Regions from separate parts of the Mus musculus genome. Here region 2 is linked to region 1. A link is a contact called in public Hi-C data. All regions are on one chromosome and are shown on one strand. The core of a region is the stretch at or near the end of the contact, and the rest is flanking DNA. Distances in the headings are between cores, read along the strand shown.

Region 1 (7,025 bases), core at 3,014-5,513:
ATCTCAGATGCCGAGAGAGGGGTAGGGCTGTGTCATTTATCCTGGTTTATTTATAATGGTGCTAGGGAAGACTTCATTAATTAAGCTTCTAAAACAGCCCCACTCCCTTCCCCTTCCCAGGAGCCCAACCATTGATTAGAACTGGGTATTTTGAAATCAACACTTGATAGCAACCTGTGGTAGACACTGGATTCATAAAAAGAAAATTTGAGGGGAGGGCTGTCAAATTTTGTAGGAAAAGCTTTGTAAATGAAAACACCCACTTACCAATTACAACAATTCTCGTTATACATCCTTCTCTGGTCAGTCCTGTATCTTTTATCTTTGAAGGTGAGTGTTAGGCTTTTAAAGATTCATGAAGGGTGAAAATCTTACTATTCAATGCAAATTCAAGACAAAGTGGGACTGTTTTTTTTTTTTTTTTTTTTTTTTTTAAAGACAAAAGAAGAATAGGATTGAGGTCAGCAGACACTGGAGGCCTGCAGAGTTTTGAAACGGAAGCTGGGAGCTGCAGGAGGAGACAGGGATGAGGAGGCCTGAGATAATGATTGACATATCAGATGCTTGAAGGAGGCGGCCTCCGGGGACACTGAGGGACCCTTAAGGAGCATCTGAAATAAATCTATTTACTCTCACTGAGAAAGTTAAGCATGAGACGAGGAATACCTGTTATGGTTTCAGTACGAGATCCCCACAGTTGTGTATGGAGTATGATAACAATTTTTGGGTGAATTTCATAGAACAATTTTCATAGAATCTTAGGAGATGAGGCCTACATGAGAGTCACAGGGCTATGCCTGAGGGAGGGCCTGATGTTGTCCAAGAACCTCCTACTTTTCTCCCTTCACCTCTCTCTTTCCCTTCTTCTTTCTGCATGGACTGAGAAGCCTCTGCCACACTCAAGCCCTGATGCTCTGCCTCTCTATAGGCAGAATCAGTGAGGCCAATGGCTGTAGACTGAGCCCTCTGCAAATTAGAGATAAAACACATCCCTCTCTTGCATTATTCCTTTTTTTTCTGTTTTTTTGAGACAAGGTTTCTCTGTGTAGCCCTGGCTGTCCTGGAACTCACTCTGTAGACCAGGCTGACCTCAAACTCAGAAATCCACCTGCCTCTGCCTCCCAAGTGCTGGGATTAAAGGCATGCACCATCACTGCCTGGCTTCTTGCATTATTCTTGTGTGCTTTGGTGGTTGAAAAATAGTTAGCATAAACCCTAATGTGGAAAAAATGTGTACATGATGCCAATTTGTGGAAGATATGACTCATTCTTTATTCTGGAGTAGTGATGATCTAAACTAAAGTAAACTAATTTTCATTGCTGTTGTGGCTTGAATGTGAACTGTTTCCGCATCTTCCCAGGTTTCTGTGCTTGGAGATTTGGTCCTCAGCTGGTAGTTAGTAAAATCTTTAGTAAATGGAGCTTTATGGGAGTAACTGGGGTGGACCTTGAAGTCTACAGCTATGCTGTGGCAGTTTGAATATCAATGGCCCCAATAGATTCATATGCTTGAATGCTTGGTCCATAGGAAGTGGCACTGTTAGGACATATGGCCTTATTGAAGTAGGTGTGGCTTTGCTGGAGGAATTGTGTCACTAGGGGATAGAATGTTAGGTTTTAGAAGTTCAAGTCAGTTTGCTGTCTGCTGCCTTCAGATCCAGATGTTGAACTCCTAGCTCCTTCTCCAGGACCATGTCTGCCTGCATGCTGCTATGCTCCCCACCATGATGCTAATGGACCAAACCTCAGAAACTCCAAGTCAACCCCAATTAGATGTTTTTCTTTATAAGAGTTTTCATGGTCATGCTGTCTCTTCACATAAAACGCTAAGACAGAAGTTGATACCAGGGGTGGGGTATTACTGGATAGGCTTGCCTGATCATACTTCTGTTTGGAATATGGACTTTGGAACTTTGTATTAGAAAAGCAGTTGAATGTTTTAAGTGGGGCTTAATGCACCATCTTAGTAGGGGCATGGAAGACAGTGGTGCTGAGGGTGACTTGAATTGTGGGGACCTGACTCAAGAGGTTCGGAGGAGACAGGTGTTAGTATGTAGGCTAGAGACTGTTTTTGTGATGTTTTGGTAAAGAATATGTCTGCTTTCTGCCTTTATTCAGAAAGTCTTCCTGAGGATACATTAAAGAGTTTGGGATTAATTGGTTTGGCAGGGGAAGTCTCAAAGCAGCCTGGTATTGACTCTGTCGTGTGGTTACTGGTGTTCACTCCTATACAGTTCTAAAATGAAGGAGAGTGAACTGGGCAAGGAAAGATACCAAATGTGCAGCTTGAGGGGAAAAGTAAATAAAATGGAGCTAAATCCTGTGTTTAAGGAGATAAATAGGTTTTAAAAATCCTGATGTTAAATGGAATAAAAGGATTGGTGATCACAAGGCAAGATCCTACTCAGCTAAGCTTCCAACATGTGAAAAAGAATTAATGAAAAGCCTAGGGCTGTGTTTTAGTGCACATGCATTTAATCTCAGAACTTAGGAGGCAGAGGCAGGAGGGTCTCTAAATTCAAGGCCATCCTGGTCTACAGAGCAAATTCCAGGCCAGCCAAGCTTAGTTAATGAAGAAAACAGAAAGCCGGTAAAGATGTAATTGAAAAAGGGGGTCATGTTCCAGCCTCAGGAAGCATCAGAACTTGGCAGCTTCAGCCATGTGGTTCTGGCTTTAGAGTCAAGGATAGAATAAAGTGGTTATGGACTCTCCTTCCATGACTAAGAAAAACTGTTGAGGTCAGGCATGTGGAAGGGGTGTTCTTGCTTGGAGGCCTAGAGATGCCAATGTGTGAAGCAATGAAGATAAAGCCTGGTGTTTTAGTTGAAGCTTCCATTGCTGTGAAGAGATGCTGTGAAGAGACACCATGGCCAATGCAACTCTTAGAAAGGACACATTTGTTGGAGCTGGCTTACAGATTCTGAGGTTCAGTCCATCATCATCACGGTGGGAAGCATGATGGCGTCCAGGCAGACATGGTGCTGGAGAGAGAGAGAGAGAGAGAGAGAGAGAGAGAGAGAGAGAGAGAGAGAGAGAGAGAGAGAGCAGTGTGTTGTAGTCAATAAAGCTGAAGGGAGCTGGGGATCTGGAGTGCTTTGACATCAGACATGCAGAGTTTGAAGTTTGCCCAGCTGGGTTTTGGTCTTGCATTGGTCCAGCATTTCTTTCCTGTGCTTCCTTCCCCGCTTTATAGAAGAGTAATGCGTACCCTGTGCTATTATATGCTGGAACTATGTGGTCTGCTTTTTAAAATGTGATTTTAGAATGGACTGCAGATAAGAGATTGCATAAATCTCAGAAGAGACTTTGATTATCGTACTTTTAAACAAGTTTGAGACCGTGATAGACTATGGGGGTCTTTTGCAGTTGGACTAAATGCATCTTGCATTATTATGGCTACAAGCCTACAGGAGCCAGAGAGTGGAATGTGGTGGCTTGAATAGGAATGACCCCCATAGACTCATGTGTTTGAATGCTTGGTCCACAGGGAGTGGCACCCTTAGGGGGTGTGGTCTTGTTAAAGTAGGTGTGGCTTTGTTGGAGGAAGTGGGCTGTGATGTCTCAGAAGCTTAGGCCAGTTCTCTGCCTGCTGCTGTCATGCTTCCCGCCATGACTGTGTGGACTAAACCCCTGAAACTGTAAGCCAGACCCAGGTATCTGTTTTCCTTTATAAGAGTTGTCATGATCATGGTGTCACTTCACAGAAATAAAACCCAATTAAGACACCAGCTTAGCCCCATTTCCTGACTGCTCTCTGCTTCTTGCAACATCACCAGCTCCCTCCTGCTCCCGTTACTGTGCCTTCCTGCCATGAAGGATGGTGGGCTTTCTTAAACTATAAGCCAAAGCAAATTTTTCCTCCATTAGGTTGCCCTTGGTCAGGGATTTGGTCATAGCAACGAGAAAAGTAACTAATGAACTTATTTTGTTTTCATTTTTTAAGTATCTGAGTCCAAAGGAACTTAGTCCCCAGCCCCCATTAAGCTGCTGTCCTTTTGCTTTTAAATAGGTCAGTCACCAGGGCTAGTGAGCCTTAGAGAACAGGGCTCCAGGATTAACCTGCCCACAAGGAAATTCTCTTATTGCCTTGGGCTTTCTTAACCTACTAGACAAAGGATGATGACAGAGTTCCATTTACTGTCCTGCAACTCTGGCAAACTGGGTAGATGGAGGCCAGAGAAGCACATTTCCTGTCCAGCCCAGGTCAGCAGGAGTCCTAGGAGGGAGGGTCAGGCCTCCTGTCTTTGGCTCCCACCCATGACTCCTGCTCTCCACCTGCTGCTCTCGGTTATGTGTTGACAAGCCGCTTTTGTTGCCTTCCTGAGGGAGTGCAGGAAAAGCACGTTGGGAATTCAGGAGAACACCGGGGCTCTAACTGCTCCTGAATGAGACAGAATTAGAAAATGGTTTCAAATTGAAAACTTAATTTTCAATTAGTGTACATTCAGGCAGGAGTGGGAGGGATTAGGGGATGGCAGCTTGTTTGGTTAACACACTCTTTAGAAGACACGCTTGCAAGCTATTAGTTAGCTTTCTCCTGGCTCCCCCCTCCCAACGCCTTAAAGTGCTCCCGGCTCCCTCACTGCCTGCTGCATGCTACATCCCAGCTGACTCATGCAGAAGGCAGCAGCTGTAGCCTCTGGAGGTGGGGTGTAGCCATGGGCTCTGAGGACACAGGTGAACTTATCTTCCAATGGGGCCACCTGCTTCTAAAAAAAAAAAACACTTCTGGAAAAACAAGCCAACACATTTCTCTAACATATTTGATCGCAGTGTTGGTTGATGGGCCGGCTCATCTAATAAAGACACCCGTTCACACTTAGGTTGTAGGAGTGCAGGACATACTGTTCGGGTCTGTTCTGCATTAACCTTATCCCAGTCTAGGGGCCCCTGAAGGTTGAGAACCATCAGAAACAAACTTGGCTCAGTGTTTCATGATGTGCCCAGGTCCAGACATCTATAGAGCCAAGGGAAAGCACAGTGCTGAGAACCAGAGAGGCACAGACACCCCAAGTCTCAAGATGATGGCTGACCACCAGAGCACAGGGGTGAGCGCTCTGCTGTTGGCCCTCTCTAATCCTATTTCCTGTAGAATCTGTCAGAGGCAGATGAGATTTTCAGGCTGTTAATCCATTGTCTTCTCAGAGTTCCAGCCCTTGGAATGAAGCAGATTCAATTCCCACCTACAAAGTAGACTCGATTCTCATCTGTTCTCTTTGACCTCTGCGGCACTCTGGGGTCCTGTGACTGCAAGTGATGCACCATTGGGTGAACCTGCTAAGGGTAGATTTAAAGTCTGTGATTTGTGCTGAGAGTAGCCCTGAAGGTCAGAAGGGCAAGAATGAGGTGTGACATTCAAGATATGGCAGTAGGGGCTGTGGGTTAGGACCCGAGTGGTTTTATCTGTCTTTTCCTGCCTTCTTTTCTGCTGTAGATAGTTCTGTCTTCTTCACTATCGCCGACATTTGTTCTTCTTTAGATTTATTAATACCCTCTGGCCTGGGGTGTTCATACAACCAAAGCCCGTTCGCCTTGGTTAGTTGACTTTCAGTGTTCAGCTAGATTCGATGGATGAATGAGCTAACTGTGGAATCCGCCTCTACCAGGCAGCTTCAGTAAACAAGTGAGCGCTCAACAGTGGATGTTTACAAGCCAAAAATCACAAATTCAGTCAGCAGAGCAGTAACTTCATTAGGCGCTTCCCTCTGCCGTTAGTCAGTAAGAGAAAGTATGGGGGCTGTGATTAAACGCGCTTTTCTTCTGTGGCAGGCCACCGCTGTCTGCTTGCTTGGCACGTGCCATTTTCCTTTCTCCTTCCTTCCAAGTCTTCTCACAGCAAAGCTGGCTGCGAAGTCGGGAAGCAAGCATGCCATCTTAGCGCTGACACGGCCGCTGGCTCGACTGATTTGTCACTACGGTTTTTCCTGACTCCTTCTTCAACCTTGGCTCAAATCCCGGGCTCTGAGCTCCAGGTGACATCTGCTCCCTACAGATTGGTACGAGCACATTCCAAGTGCCCTTACTGACGACTCTCATCAGTGAGTACAACCCCAGGCTAGTCTCTGCACCCTCTTCTCATAGGCATAGGTGTCTTTAGCCAGCCAGGTGAATCTCTTTTTCCTGTTAAACTCCTTTCTCTCTAGAGAAGCCATCCGAGCATGCTGTTCCTCCATTAAGTCTTATCATGGCGTTAAGCAAGGCTTGTTAATCCTTTCTCTGCTGCCTAGGCTACTTTCCAGGAAGTGCTGGATTTAATTGAAGAAAGGATGGGAGAGGTTCAGATGCCAGCCCAGTGTCTGTCAGCTTCCAGTCCAAAATAAAGGAGACTAGGAAGGAGGAGTTTAGAAAACAATACTCGACGCCAGACAAATATCGACAAATCTTGATAGCTCAGAAGCAATTGACTTTGAGAAAGTGAAACTTAAATCTAGACTCTTCTGGTTTTGAAAGGGTCTCTGAAGTCTTGTCATCTGCTCCTTTATTTTATAAATGGGCAAAGTCTGCGCTAGAAGAGACTGGAGGGGCTGCTCAATGATGAATCAGGAACTGAAGAGCAAGCCTGGGACTCTGCTGGTCCCTAGAGGCTTTACTTTAGAGACAGTTAGCTCATCATCTCCTCTTTCATAAAAGCAGCTAAGAAGGCTTGAGATTTAAATGACATTTTCCTTATTTACTTTGTGGGGTGTGTGTGTGTGTGTGTGTGTGTGTGTGTGTGAATGAGTGTGCCGTGGTGCGCCTGTGGAAATAAAAGGACATTCCTTTCCTTCTACCACACGGGTCCCTCAGTGGTCAGCCACACAGGCTGCATCTTCATCCACAGAACCACCTCGCCCACCCAGAAAGGGTTCTGAAGGTGGACTCAATGCTTTCCTATCCACAAATTTAAAAAAATTATTACAAAGTTTTGTTTGTATGTGTAATTATGTGCATAAGTCTGTGTGTATATACAATATATACACTCAGTGCCTATAGACTGTATTCTTCTGTGCCTGTGGAGGCCAGAAGAGGCTGTTGGATTTCCTGG
Region 2 (7,025 bases), core at 3,152-5,651, 190 kb after region 1:
TAGTCCCTCTCAGAGGCTGCCTAAAGGAGCTCTGAGCCTGTCACCCATTGCCTGATCTCCCTAGTCTTTTGAAATCAGCAAAGAAGGTTTCATGGTCTCTCAACTCGTACATTTCACATAGCTGGTAGGCCTGCATCACATGAATAATGGTGAGGTCTGTTAACAACTTGGGCAGGAGCTGAGCCCTCAAGCAACTCTCCTGTGTCAGCTGCCCAGGCACTGAATTGCAGGGGAGCCTTTCTTGCCTTCTCTACTTAATAGATTTCATTATGAAAAATTTCAAACATCTCTATTCCCCATAAGAGGTATTACAATGAATTCATGTGTATTACTTTTATCCATGTGACCATTCTTATGTTATCTGTGTTTTTAGGTGAAGATGTGCGTTCTGTTGACAGAGGTCATCTCAGTGTATTTTTGAAGTCTTATTATCCTTCTGGTGATCCAGATAAAAGTATTTTCTTATGTTCTGTAACGACATCTAGTTTCATATGTCTGGTTTATTTTACTTCTGCACTTGAAACATAAACAAAATAAAAATTTACTCACTGAGCTTAATTAGAAGAGGTTGAAATCTAATTTAATAGAAATTAATCAGCCATTTAAAGACAATTTAGTTTTGCTGTTTTTAAAGCTGTATAGTAACAAATTAAACTAGCTATTGGAAAGCCAACATTTTGGGGATCTGTTTTTATAACTATAGAGACATTTAGGAGGTTGTCTTACCCAACTATAAGTATATGGTTGTAAAAAGTATGCTGTTCTTAACTGGGTGTTATTTTACTTTAAAATTTACATTGTGACTGAATTAAGTCACCTCAAGTTGTCAGAAGAACTGGGTGAATATGGTTTGAGAGGAAACTGCCTTTTATTTTCCCAACATCTATGTAAATTTTACCAAACTATATAACAACTGCATGTGTTAGTTCTCATCATTATCTCATCAAACTTTTACTGTAGTCTTTATTATCTTGAGTTTTGTTTTGTCTTTTCTTTTCCTTTCCTTTCCTTTCCTTTCCTTTCCTTTCCTTTCCTTTCCTTTCCTTTCCTTTCCTTTCCTTTCTTTCCTTTCCTTTCCTTTCCTTTCCTTTCCTTTCCTTTCCTTTCCTTTCCTTTCCTTTCCTTTCCTTTCTTTTCTTTTCTTTTTTGGCACATGTATCAGGTTTTTGTTTTATTTTGTTTTGTTTTCTTTCCTTGACAAAGAAAGGCATAGGGGTGCCTATTTATTTATTTATTTATTTACTAGGTATTTTCTTCATTTACATTTCCAATGCTATTCCAAAAATCCCACATACCCTCCCCCACAACTCCCTTATCCACCCACTCCCACTTCTTGGCCCTGCGGTTCCCCTGTACTGAGGCATATAAAGTTTGCAAGACCAATGGGCCTCTCTTTCCACTGATGGCCAACTAGGCCATCTTCTGATACATATGCAGCTAGAGACATGAGCTCCGAGGGTGGTACTGGTTAGTTCATAATGTTGTTCCACCTATAGGGTTGCAGATCCCTTTAGCTTCTAGGGTACTTTCTCTAGCTCCTCCATTGGGGGCCCTGTGATCCATCTAATAACTGACTGTGAGCATTCACTTCTGTGTTTGCTAGGCCCAAGAATAACCTCACAGGAGACAGCAATATCAGGATCCTTTCAGCAAAATCTTGCTAGTGTATGCAATGGTGTCAGCGTTTGGAGGCTGATTATGGGATGGAACCGTGGGTATGGCAGTCTCTAGATGGTCCATCCTTTCATCTCAGCTCCAAACTTTGTCTCTGTAACTCCTTCCATGGGTGTTTTGTTCCCAATTCTAAGAAGGGGCAAAGTGTCCACACTTTGGTCTTCATTCTTCTTGAGTTTCATGCGTTTAGCAAATTGTATCTTATATCTTGGGTATCCTAAGTTTCTGGGCTAATATCCACTTATCAGTGAGTACATATTGTGTGAGTTCCTTTGTGATTGGGTTACCTCACTCAGGATGATGCCCTCCAGGTCCATCCATTTGCCTAGGAATTTCATAAATTCATTCTTTTTAATAGCTGAGTAGTACTCCATTGTGTAAATGTACCACATTTTCTGTATCCATTCCTCTGTTGAGGGGCATCTGGGTTCTTTCCAGCTTCTGGCTATTATAAATAAGGCTGCTATGAACATGGTGGAGCATGTGTCCTTCTTACCCGTTGGAACATCTTCTGGATATATGCCCAGAAGAGGTATTGCGGGATCCTCCAGTAGTACTATATCCAATTTTCTGAGGAACTGCCAGACTGATTTCCAGAGTGGTTGTACAAGCTTGCAATCCCACCAACAATGGAGGAATGTTCCTCTTTCTCCACATCCTAGCCAGCATCTGCTGTCCCCTGAATTTTTGATCTTAGCCATTCTGACTGGTGTGAGGTGGAATCTCAGGGTTGTTTTGATTTGCATTTCCCTGATGATTAAGGATGTTGAACAGTTTTTTCAGGTGCTTCTCTGCCATTCGGTATTCCTCAGGTGAGAATTCTTTGTTCAGCTCTGAGCCCCATTTTTAATGGGGTTATTTGATTTTCTGGAGTCCACCCTCTTGAGTTCTTTATATATGTTTGATATTAGTCCCCCATCTGATTTGGGATAGGTAAAGATCCTTTCCCAATCTGTTTTTGGTCTTTTTGTCTTATTGACGGTGTCTTTTGTCTTACAGAAGCTTTGCAATTTTATGAGGTCCTATTTGTCGATTCTAGATCTTACAACACAAGCCATTGCTGTTCTGTTCAGGAATTTTTTTCCCCTGTGCCCATATCTTCCAGACTTTCCCCCACTTTCTCCTCTATAAGTTTCACTGTCTCTGGTTTTATGTGGAGTTCCTTGATCCACTTACATTTGACCTTAGTACAAGGATATAGGAATGGATCAATTTGCATTCTTCTATATGATAACTGCCAGTTGTGCCAGCACCATTTGTTGAAAATGCTGTCTTTCTTCTACTGGATGGTTTTAGCTCCCTTGTCAAAGATCAAGTAACCATAGGTGTGTGGGTTCATCTCTGGGTCTTCAATTCTATTCTATTGGTCTACTTGTCTGTCACTATACCAGTACCATGCAGTTTTTTATCACATTTGCTCTGTAGTACAGCTTTAGGTCAGGCATGGTGATTTCACCAGAGGTTCTTTTATCCTTGAGAAGAGTTTTTGCTATCCTAGGTTTTTTGATATTCCAGATGAATTTGCAGATTGCCCTTTCTAATTCATTGGAATTTTGATGGGGATTGCATTGAATCTGTAGATTGCTTTTGGCAAGATATCCATTTTTACTATATTGATCCTGCCAATCCATGAGCATGGGAGTTCTTTCCATCTTCTGAGATCTTCCTTAATTTCTTTCTTCAGAGACTTGAAGTTCTTATCATACAGATCTTTCACTTCCTTAGTTAGAGTCACACCAAGGTATTTTATATCATTTGTGACTACTGAGAAGGGTGTTGTTTCCCTAATTTCTTTCTCAGTCTGTTTATCTTTTGTGTAGAGAAAGGCCATTGACTTGTTTGAGTTAATTTTATATCCAGCTAGTTCACTGAAGCTGTTTATCCTGTTTAGGAGTTTTCTCGTGGAATTTTTAGGGTCACTTATATATACTATCATATCATCTGCAAAAAATGATATTTTGATGTTTTCCTTTCCAATTTGTATCTCCTTGATCTCCTTTTGTTGTTGAATTGCTCTGGCTAGGACTTCAAGTACAATGTTGAATAGTTAGGAAGAAAGTTGTCAGCCTTGTCTAGTCCCTGATTTTAGTGGGATTGCTTCTGGCTTCTCACCATTTGCTTTGATGTTGGCTATTGGTTTGCTGTAGATTGCTTTTATCATATTTAGGTATGGGCCTTGAATTCCTGATCTTTCTAAGGCTTTTATCATGAATGGGTGTTGGATTTTGTCAAATCTGTGTTGGATTTTGTCAATGAGTTTTCAATGAGACAAATCAAACTCATAGAGGTTAACTAATTTGACCCAGCTTATACAGGTAAGAACATACAAAACTAGAATTTGTACCAGTTTTTTTAACATCAAAAATCATGGTTTCCCTTGCCTTGTTCAACCTAATAATAGAGGAAGCCTCATGGTGGCTGTCTATGACCAGGTGCAGTGAGAACTCGGAGTTTTAGAACAACGTACTATGGAACTGCAGAGGAAGTCAGAGTAAGATCCCATTAAAGGCAGGGAGTGGTGCATGGAGTCCCTGGAGCCCCATTGTCTAGCTCTGGCCTTGCTCCCCAGTCTTGAGAAAACTTGCAGGACCCCAAAAGCATCCTGTCCCCCTACCCATGGAAACCTTTGCCAACCCTAAAACCAACTAGCTTGGAACCTTACCTGACCATCCATCCTAGTTGGATCCATCTGCTACCCCAGCTGGTCTGCCTCGGACAGCCAGCAGAGTGTCTGGGCTATGGCTCAACACACCTTCCAGAGAACTCCTGCTGCCATCAGGATTATCTAGCCAACACTAGGGAATACCACATGCCTAAAGGATAGCATAAGAACACAGTCAACAAAACCCAGGGCAATATGGTACTACCAGAGCCCAGATATCCTGCTACAACTAACCTTAGATATTCTAATAAAACCGAAACACAAGAAGATCTTAAATATAATCTTATAAAGACGATTGAGGCTTTTAAAGAGGAAACAAATCCCTTAAGGAAACAGGAAGCTCTTGCCTTTTTGATCTTGCTCTGTCCCCTCACCCCTTCCCCCATCTCCCCACTCACCCCCCCCCCCACACCTCCATATGCTCAGGGCTGGCCTCTACTCCTCTACTTCTCTATTCTTTCTCTATGTATGCCTTTCTCTGCCTCTTGACACCCCTCCCCATGCCCTGAATAAACTCTATTCTATACTAAAAAAACAAAAACAAAAACAAAAACAAACAAACAAACAAAAAACCCAGGAAAATACATTCAGAGACATTAAAAGAAGAAGCAAGTCAGGCAGTGGTGGCGCACGCCTTTAATCCTAGTAATTGGGAGGCAGAGGCAGGCGGATTTCTGAGTTCAAGGCCAGCCTGGTCTACAGAGTGAGTTCCAGGACAGTCAGAGATACACAGAGAAACCCTGTCTTGGAAAAAAAATCAAGCAAATAAATATAAAGAAATACAGGAAGATACAATTAAACATGTGAAGAATATGAATAAAAATGTCCAAGGCCTGAAAAAGAAAATGGAAGCAATAAAGAAAACACAAACTGAGGCAATCCTGGAGATGGAAAACCTAGGAAAGAGAACAGGAACTTCAGAGATAGGCATCAGCAACAGAATATAGGAGATGGAAGAGCAAATCTCAGGTGAAAATATGATAGAATAAATCAATATCAGTCAAAGAAAACACAAAACCTAGAAAGCCTATGGCATGAACTTCCAGGAAATCTAGAACACTGAAAAGTACAAACCTAAGAAACAGGAAGAGAAGAGAGTAAAGATTCCCAGCTCAAAGGCCCAGAAGACATCTTCAATAAAATTATAGAATAAAATTTTCTCAACCTAAACAAAGATGCCTATAAAGGTACAAAAAGCTTACAGAACACCAAACAGATTGGATCAGAAAAGAAAACCCTCCCATTACATAGTAATCACTAAGCATACAGAGCAAAGAAGGGATTTTAAAAGCAGCAAGGGAAAAAACCCAAGTAACATAAAGGCAGACCTGTCCGAATTATATCTGATTTCTCATCTGAGACTCTAAAAGCTAGAAGGGTCTGTCGGGGCAGAGGGCTCTGTGGTGTCAGGCACCTGACTCTGGGAACGTGGCTCACTGTTCTATCCCTTGTAGTGTTTTCTACTGGGTCTCTACTGGGTCACTGGAACAAGCCTCGTTCAACTATAACAGGCTGCCTCTCACAGCCCCACACTCTGCCACTGTTGCCCAAGCAGGCAGTCCAAGTAGGGGGAAGGCGATCCAATGTCAGGGAAAAAAGACTGAGACAGACTTCACTTTTTAGGGGACCTACATGAAGACCAAGCAAGGCATTTGCTACAAATGTGTAGGGTGCCTGGGTGCAGCCCCTGCATACCCTCTGGCTGGTGGCCCTGTCTATATGGACCCAGGTTAGTTGATGTTGTAAGTCTTATTGTGGTGTCCCTGTCCTCTCCTGCTTGCCCAATTCTATCCTTCACTCTTCCACACCACTTCCTGAGCTCTGCCTGATGTTTGGCTGTGGGTCTCTGTATAAGCCTCAAACTACTGCCAGATGAAACCTCTCAGCAGGATATAGTTATTCTAGATTCCTGTCCTCAAGTATACCAGAATATCATTAATAATATCGGGGATTGGCTGTCTCACAGGGAATGGATCTCAAGTTGGGGCAGTGGTTGGTTGGCTGTTCCCTCAGTCTCTGCTCCATTTTTTCCCTACACATCTTGTAGGCAGGAACAATTTTGATTTGAAGGTTTTGTGGATGGGTTGATGTTCCCCTCCCTCCTCTGGAAGTCCTGCCTGGCTACAGGAGGTAGCCACTTCAGTCTCTATATACCCTGTTTGAACAAATCTTACCTAGGGTCACCCCCATAGACACCCTGTATTCTCCCCTGTTGTAGGCCTCCAGCTAAGTCACCAGAGATGTCCCCTACCAATTTTCATTCTCACTCCCAGCACTCTCCCACGTCACCTCCTCCTGACACCTGATCACTATCTCCTTTCACAGTTTCTAATCTTAAAATTAATTAAAATAATCTACCCCTCACCTCTCTGCCTACATTTATCAGACCCGTGGATCTTGAACCATACAGATTAGCTTCCCTTCTACCACCTATCTTCCTTGCTTGCTGAGTCCTCTGGAGCAAGCAGATCTTACTTGAACAGTCTGTTATTTCATGGGCACATCTATTCTCCTCCCCCCACCTTTCCACCCACCTTCATGAGACATATGGACCTAGAATCATTCAAGTAAGATTCCCTTCTTTTACACATCTTCCTTGTTCACTGAGTCCTATGGGCAAGCCAAGCTGTCCTGAGCAGCCTGCTAGGCAGTCTTCAATTATTCCACCACTTCTCTGCACATCTTCATC

The links. Hi-C and Micro-C count contacts between places; a contact is called where the count stands out from the background.
Region 2: a contact with region 1 is called in a Hi-C map of cerebellar granule neurons, with 1.7 times the contacts expected there. The contact joins two enhancer-like sites. A contact is called at or near these places in 4 of 484 Hi-C or Micro-C datasets (the 63-12 cell line, cerebellar granule neurons, cerebellum and 1 more).

Annotation. Positions count from the first base shown.
Region 1 is chr2:94,474,203-94,481,227 of GRCm38.p6, forward strand. No RefSeq gene overlaps it. Among named protein-coding and RNA genes, the nearest start is that of Api5, 40 kb to the left of the region's middle. Within about 2 kb of position 4,264, at least 6 of the 459 cell types and tissues checked have an H3K27ac peak or open chromatin away from gene starts, as enhancers often do. A contact at or near this core is called in cerebellar granule neurons and cerebellum, where this site is marked.
Region 2 is chr2:94,661,645-94,668,669 of GRCm38.p6, forward strand. No RefSeq gene overlaps it. Among named protein-coding and RNA genes, the nearest start is that of Gm24318, 43 kb to the left of the region's middle. Within about 2 kb of position 4,402, at least 2 of the 459 cell types and tissues checked have an H3K27ac peak or open chromatin away from gene starts, as enhancers often do. A contact at or near this core is called in cerebellar granule neurons and cerebellum, where this site is marked.